2 separate regions of the Zea mays genome follow, and region 2 is linked to region 1. Evidence: chromatin contacts called from public Hi-C data. All regions are on one chromosome and are shown on one strand. Each heading gives the region's core, a stretch centred on a gene start, on an enhancer-like site or on the middle of the called end of the contact. The rest is flanking DNA. Distances are from core to core; before and after follow the strand shown. Region 1 holds the start of LOC100382832. Region 2 holds the start of LOC100272296.

Region 1 (2,700 bases), core at 49-2,548:
AACATCGACATGGAACTCTGCTTCATGCATAGAGAAAACGCTTCATAGCAAATTATTTCATTCAGGTTAACTACAATTGATGCATAGCACATTCCTGGCCTTTTTCTCACGAATTCATGAGAAATTACTTAGGTATAATCGAGGCCTTTGTTCCAATGTTTTTAGCTAATTTTAGGCAGGGTACAACCAAAAGATATTCTTGGCAGCTTTGACATGAGTTCACTAAAAATAGTCAGGTACATCCATGCACATTATTAACCATGCCCCTCTTCTGATTTGAGTGCTAATATAGGTCTTTATTTCCATTGCTAAAATAAGAAATTCACTTCACTAAAAGGTTTTCATGTTCTCGTATTCATACATGTTTCTCGTATGTGGGGGTTGCGGGGGGTGGGGAGACAAATATGTAACATTGATTATTCTTTTTTGCAGCATTCATTAAACTTCACCTACTGCACTTGCTAGACAACAGCATATCAGTAGCACATTACATCCCCCACGAATTAAATACTGCTGTTGTATTGCATATCAACGTAATAGGCAGACTTGAGGCAACTTTCAGTAAAGGCTATACCCATTTTATGTATACAGAGGTAAGCTTGACATTCAGCAGAGTTTGCTTATTTTTCCTTGCTTTCTTGACACCTCTTAAAGTGCACCGACAAAAAAAAGAGTAATGAAACGGTACGGTAGTCAAAACACACCCTCTAAATCACTGAGCACAAGCAAGTAGACAAACAGAGAAAAGGCCCAAGATATTTTAACTAAACACTACAAGGAAGAGACAACAAGCACTAAAAACAGTGATATGACCGAGCACTTCAAATCATCAACAGATACTCATGGCTCCAAAAAAATGCCTCATTTCCAGGACTTGACAAGGTAAAAATGTCTACTGAAATGAACGAGATTTGACTATAACGACCAACCATCCCAACCTCCCAAGTGTTAGTTTCCCAGTTCCTCAGACGTTCTAGTGCCCCCCTTTCGCTTCTTGCAAATAGTTCCCTCGTTTCTTTGATACTAGGACAGGCTGGGGAGACGCGGCCAGCACCGGAGCAAATCCACAAGTCGAAAACCTGCCCCAAGTTCTCAAGCTCCGAAAACGAAATAAAAAGAAACAGCAAGCAGCCAAGCAGGTGCCCCCGAATCGGAAATGGCACGGCACACAAGCTCGCGAAAGCGATGACTGGTCAATAGGAAAGCAAGGAAAGGGGAAACCCAATGCTCACCGCCATGGCTTCCGCGGCGCAATGCCGAGATCTCGAACCCTAAACCGCTGACTTGAATCGTAAGCGGGGAGTAGAGTCTAAAATGGAGTGGCCGTGTCCAGTGGGCGGTTTATAGAGAGGTTCGAGGAGCGCCCGCCGCGGCGCTGCCCTTCGACACGACGTGGGGTGGTGACGTGGCGTCGTGTGGGGCACGTCCGAACTGGTCCCCACTACGTGTCTCCAGCTGAACTATTGTATTTACTATCTCATTTGCTATTTCAAAATTCAATCTACAAATAATACAATCTATAATAAAAAATACTAATTTGTACTTTATTTATAGGGTCCGCTGAAGATAGACTAGGCTTTTACTTTTAGGATCCGTCCAAATCTATAGCTTGCATATATGCATGTACAAATAAAGTACTTACTCCATTTTTAAATATATAACGTTGTTGACTTTTTTAAAAAAATTAGCCACTCATTTATTCAAAATATTTATGTGAAAATCTAAAATTTCAAATCACGTTTAAACTAACTTAAGTGATAAAACAAATTATAACAAAATAAATAATATTTTATATTTTTTGTTAAATAAGACTATTGGTCAAAGTTTTTAAAAAATCAACATAACATAGCTAGTAGCATATAATAATGTAGTAGGTTGTGTATTTTTAGTAGCTGTTTTTAGCAGGTCGTACATTATGACCACCTATGACAATTTTCTCAAGAGGTATAACGTACTACAAGTCTACAAGACTTCGCTCGGTGTGTGATTTATACGGTAAGTAGCTATATAAAAAGCTTCGTCTCAAAAATATAGAAGCACAAACTAAAGGCTAGTTTAGTAACTCTATTTTTTAAAAGATTTCCATCTTTCAAGAGAAATTAGTTTATTTTTTAGAAATTAGTTTATTTTTTAGAAAAATATGGTTCTCAAACTAGCCTAAGACAAACAAACTTACTTCTACGACATTGCTATGTTTTTCTATGACGACCCATTTTGCTAATGAGCGCCAATATATATATGACATGAGATGGCTAATTTTGCGAATAAGGGATTGAGCTTCTCATATTCACCTTCCCAACCACTTTAGATAGCAAGGATTTTTTTTGGTCAAACAGACGTTCAACATGGGTTTAGAACTCCTGAAATTACTAAAAGACCTTAAATGTATAATTTAATAAATGAAACCACGGTAAATTTGTTTTAAGCAACCACAAAACTAATATAGTACTTGTATATACTAGCATACTATAGTGTAGGATCCCAAACATCAAAGAACACAAGTTCTTGAGGTTGGCTCGACACACTACGTGCTTGTTCGATTACGGGTGGATCGAGAGGGATTGGATGTAATTAAATCCCCTCATATTTAAACTTGACTAGTGAAAGTCGCCTAGAGGGGTGCTGCATAGGTGAAACTTGAAAGTAATAAACTTTGAACACGAACTTCACCTGGAGTTAGCGTTAGAATGAGAAATAATG
Region 2 (2,700 bases), core at 193-2,692, 140 kb after region 1:
TTTAAAGTTGGCTTCGCCCCTGCAACAAAGGTTATTTTATAATTCAATCTGAAAGACAAACATTTCAGGCCCACAAACCACCTCTGAAAACACAGCTAACAACAATACTATCCCTAATGAAAAAATATGAATGACATGCCTACACAGATTTTTAGAACTTGCTAAACTGTGCAATGATGATAACATATCAAACCCCTCTGGAAAAATGTTTCAAGCTCCACAATGACAACAAACCTTGTAACGAGGAGGGAGACTCCGTACAAGTTTCACGCGTATGCAAAGGCCAATAATAGTTGCCATACTGCAGTGCTCCACTGTTGGGGTGAATGTAACCCTGATGCAAAGCAAATATGAATCTAAATAAGGAGTTTCATTAACATTCTTGAATTGCACATACGAAAAAACAAGGAATCTAGAAATATGAGAGCTTACCTGACATAATTACTTTCATCATTGAGTTCAATTGAATCTTCAGTCACCACATTCAGCTGTTCCAGTGAGTACGGGTGCTCTGGATCCTTTATATCTCTAATGTGATGTAAGAACAATAAGGACCACAATTAAATGGCTAGGATAGAGAACTCAGATAAATAGAACAGCAATCTTCACTACATTTGAAGAAATCATTAAGAAGGATATCAAATATTTCCAGCTGATCTATGGGCTCTGCTGCATTTTCATCTGTGGTCTCTGGTGCCTGTCTGGCACGCCTCTCTTTTTTCTCATGGATTATAGGATTAGCATTAATCAACCCCATAGCCATTACTGTAAAATGAATGCAGTAACTTTTGACGAGAAAGAAAAATTCCTGCAAGTCACAAATGAAAATGTGTTAGCAACAGTATTTTGCTTAAATTGCACGACCAAGTTATACCGTAAAATGCTAATCCTAGTCGAACATTAATCACATCCACTTCTGATTATCCCCATTCGAACAACTCAATTGACCCCAAATCCCAAAACAGAGTACCCTAAGTGGTGTCACGGAGAAAGGGGCCTAGCTGAGATAGAAGCTACTCCTACTAGCTCTACTCCGTAGACCAAGAAAATCTCGATTCATGAATCATGACATGCTACTCCAAGGAAATTCAGAAGACGCTAGAAGCTACATAACCATCTGTTCCTGCATCTAAATAGGTTAATGGTGTCCATGGTAACAGCTCACCTCAGCGGTCCGGCGGACGGCGATTGGCCGGGCGGCTCGGCCTAAGCCCTTGAATAGTCACACAGGTGGAGGGTGTGGCTGTGAGTGTGCGGGGTCGCCGTCCAGGCGTCGCCTCCAGTAGCGCTAGCCGTCCGTGGAGAACGGGAGAGGCCCGGCCGTCTACTCGACTTCGCGCCCTCCTAGCGCTGGTGACCTGGCTCTAAACCTAGAACGACGGCAGACGGCGAGCGAGCGAGCAAGGCGCACGCGTCGTCGACTTTTGCGTCGGGAAAGACGACTCGGCCGTGTCTTTCTGGTGCTACAAGTGATCCATTCCAACTTCTCTATAGTCTCTTGTGGGCCTTACAGGCAGTGTTGGGCCTCCTCGCATACATTGCTTGGTGGCGAGCTGCGACCCGGATCGCGACCGAGGAAATCGATCCATCGTTGTTCGGTTGCAGCGAATATGTTGGTTGCCTGTCTTATTCTTTTTATCCATTTAATATGGGTCTACGTCTCTTCACGACTTTCTACTTTTTATCTGTATTTATGATTTAGTGTCTCAGAGTTATATCATATATTTTCTAGTTAGGTTTTATTTAGAAAACTGAACCACAGGCTTAGAGTTGTACATGCTCTAATTAATACTCCATCTATACCAAAATATCAGTCGTTTTAGTATTTTTATAGATTCATACAATATTTAAGATGTTGGGAATAGTCCCACATTGTGAGTTGTCGGCAAGCATAGATTATATGGTTGAGGGTAGGAACCTCTAATGGACTAACTTTTTGGGGGAGTGTTGTCCAACAGACCTAAAACCCGTTGCTATGCGTGCGGACGCATGTGTCGCGGGCCAACGGCCTAGGTGGGCGCGCCGTGTGTGCGGGCGGCCTGACGGAAACGCCATGTGTCAGCGGTCTGCTTTCAGGGAATAATCTTACATTGTGAGCTGTGGATGGACAATCATGATTTATATGGTTCAAGATAGAAATCCTTAATGGGCTAGCTTTTTTGTGGGTGGAGAGAGTGTTGACCCAACAGACCTAAAATTGTTGCTATGCATGCGGGCGCATGTGTCATGGCCTGACGACCTAGGTGGGGCACATCGTGTGTGCGGGTGATAGTATGTCAGCGGTTCGGTTCCAACATAAGAAGCTCAATTTCAATGTATGTTATATATATATATATATATATATATATATATAATATTGTCGTTTATTTGAATATAGACATAAAATTAACATCTAAAACGACTAATATTTTGAAATGGAGGAGTATTGTTGTGTTGTGGATCGAAACGTAAGGGATAGAATCGGGCTTGATTATTTGACTGGACTTGAGATCAACTCAACATGAGGAATCTATCCTTGTATCAAGAAATCTACAAAGTTCATAACACCGCTTTGAGTGCACAGCTTGCACTGGTACAAAATTAGAGGAATGCACTAGAAAAGATCAACATTGTTTGCTTGATGGAAATCGTTTTCAGGTAATTCTCGTAGGCATCCAGTGCGAGCATGAGCGAAACTTTAGTTCAGTGACAGCTTTGTCT

What was found. A called contact is a pair of places that touch in the nucleus more often than the background predicts.
Region 2: a Hi-C map of leaf shows a contact between it and region 1, with 6 times the contacts expected there. The contact joins the promoter of LOC100272296 here to the promoter of LOC100382832 in region 1. A contact is called at or near these places in 3 of 25 Hi-C or Micro-C datasets (ear, leaf and tassel).

What each region holds. Positions count from the first base shown.
Region 1 is chr10:142,354,170-142,356,869 of Zm-B73-REFERENCE-NAM-5.0, forward strand. LOC100382832 reads right to left here and starts at 1,299. Exons shown (of 4, transcript NM_001175530.1): 1 at 1,233-1,299.
Region 2 is chr10:142,492,823-142,495,522 of Zm-B73-REFERENCE-NAM-5.0, forward strand. It overlaps LOC100272296, which reads right to left and starts at 1,443. Exons shown (of 6, transcript NM_001310031.1): 1 at 1,166-1,443; 2 at 640-808; 3 at 433-538; 4 at 235-334. The coding sequence starts at 763.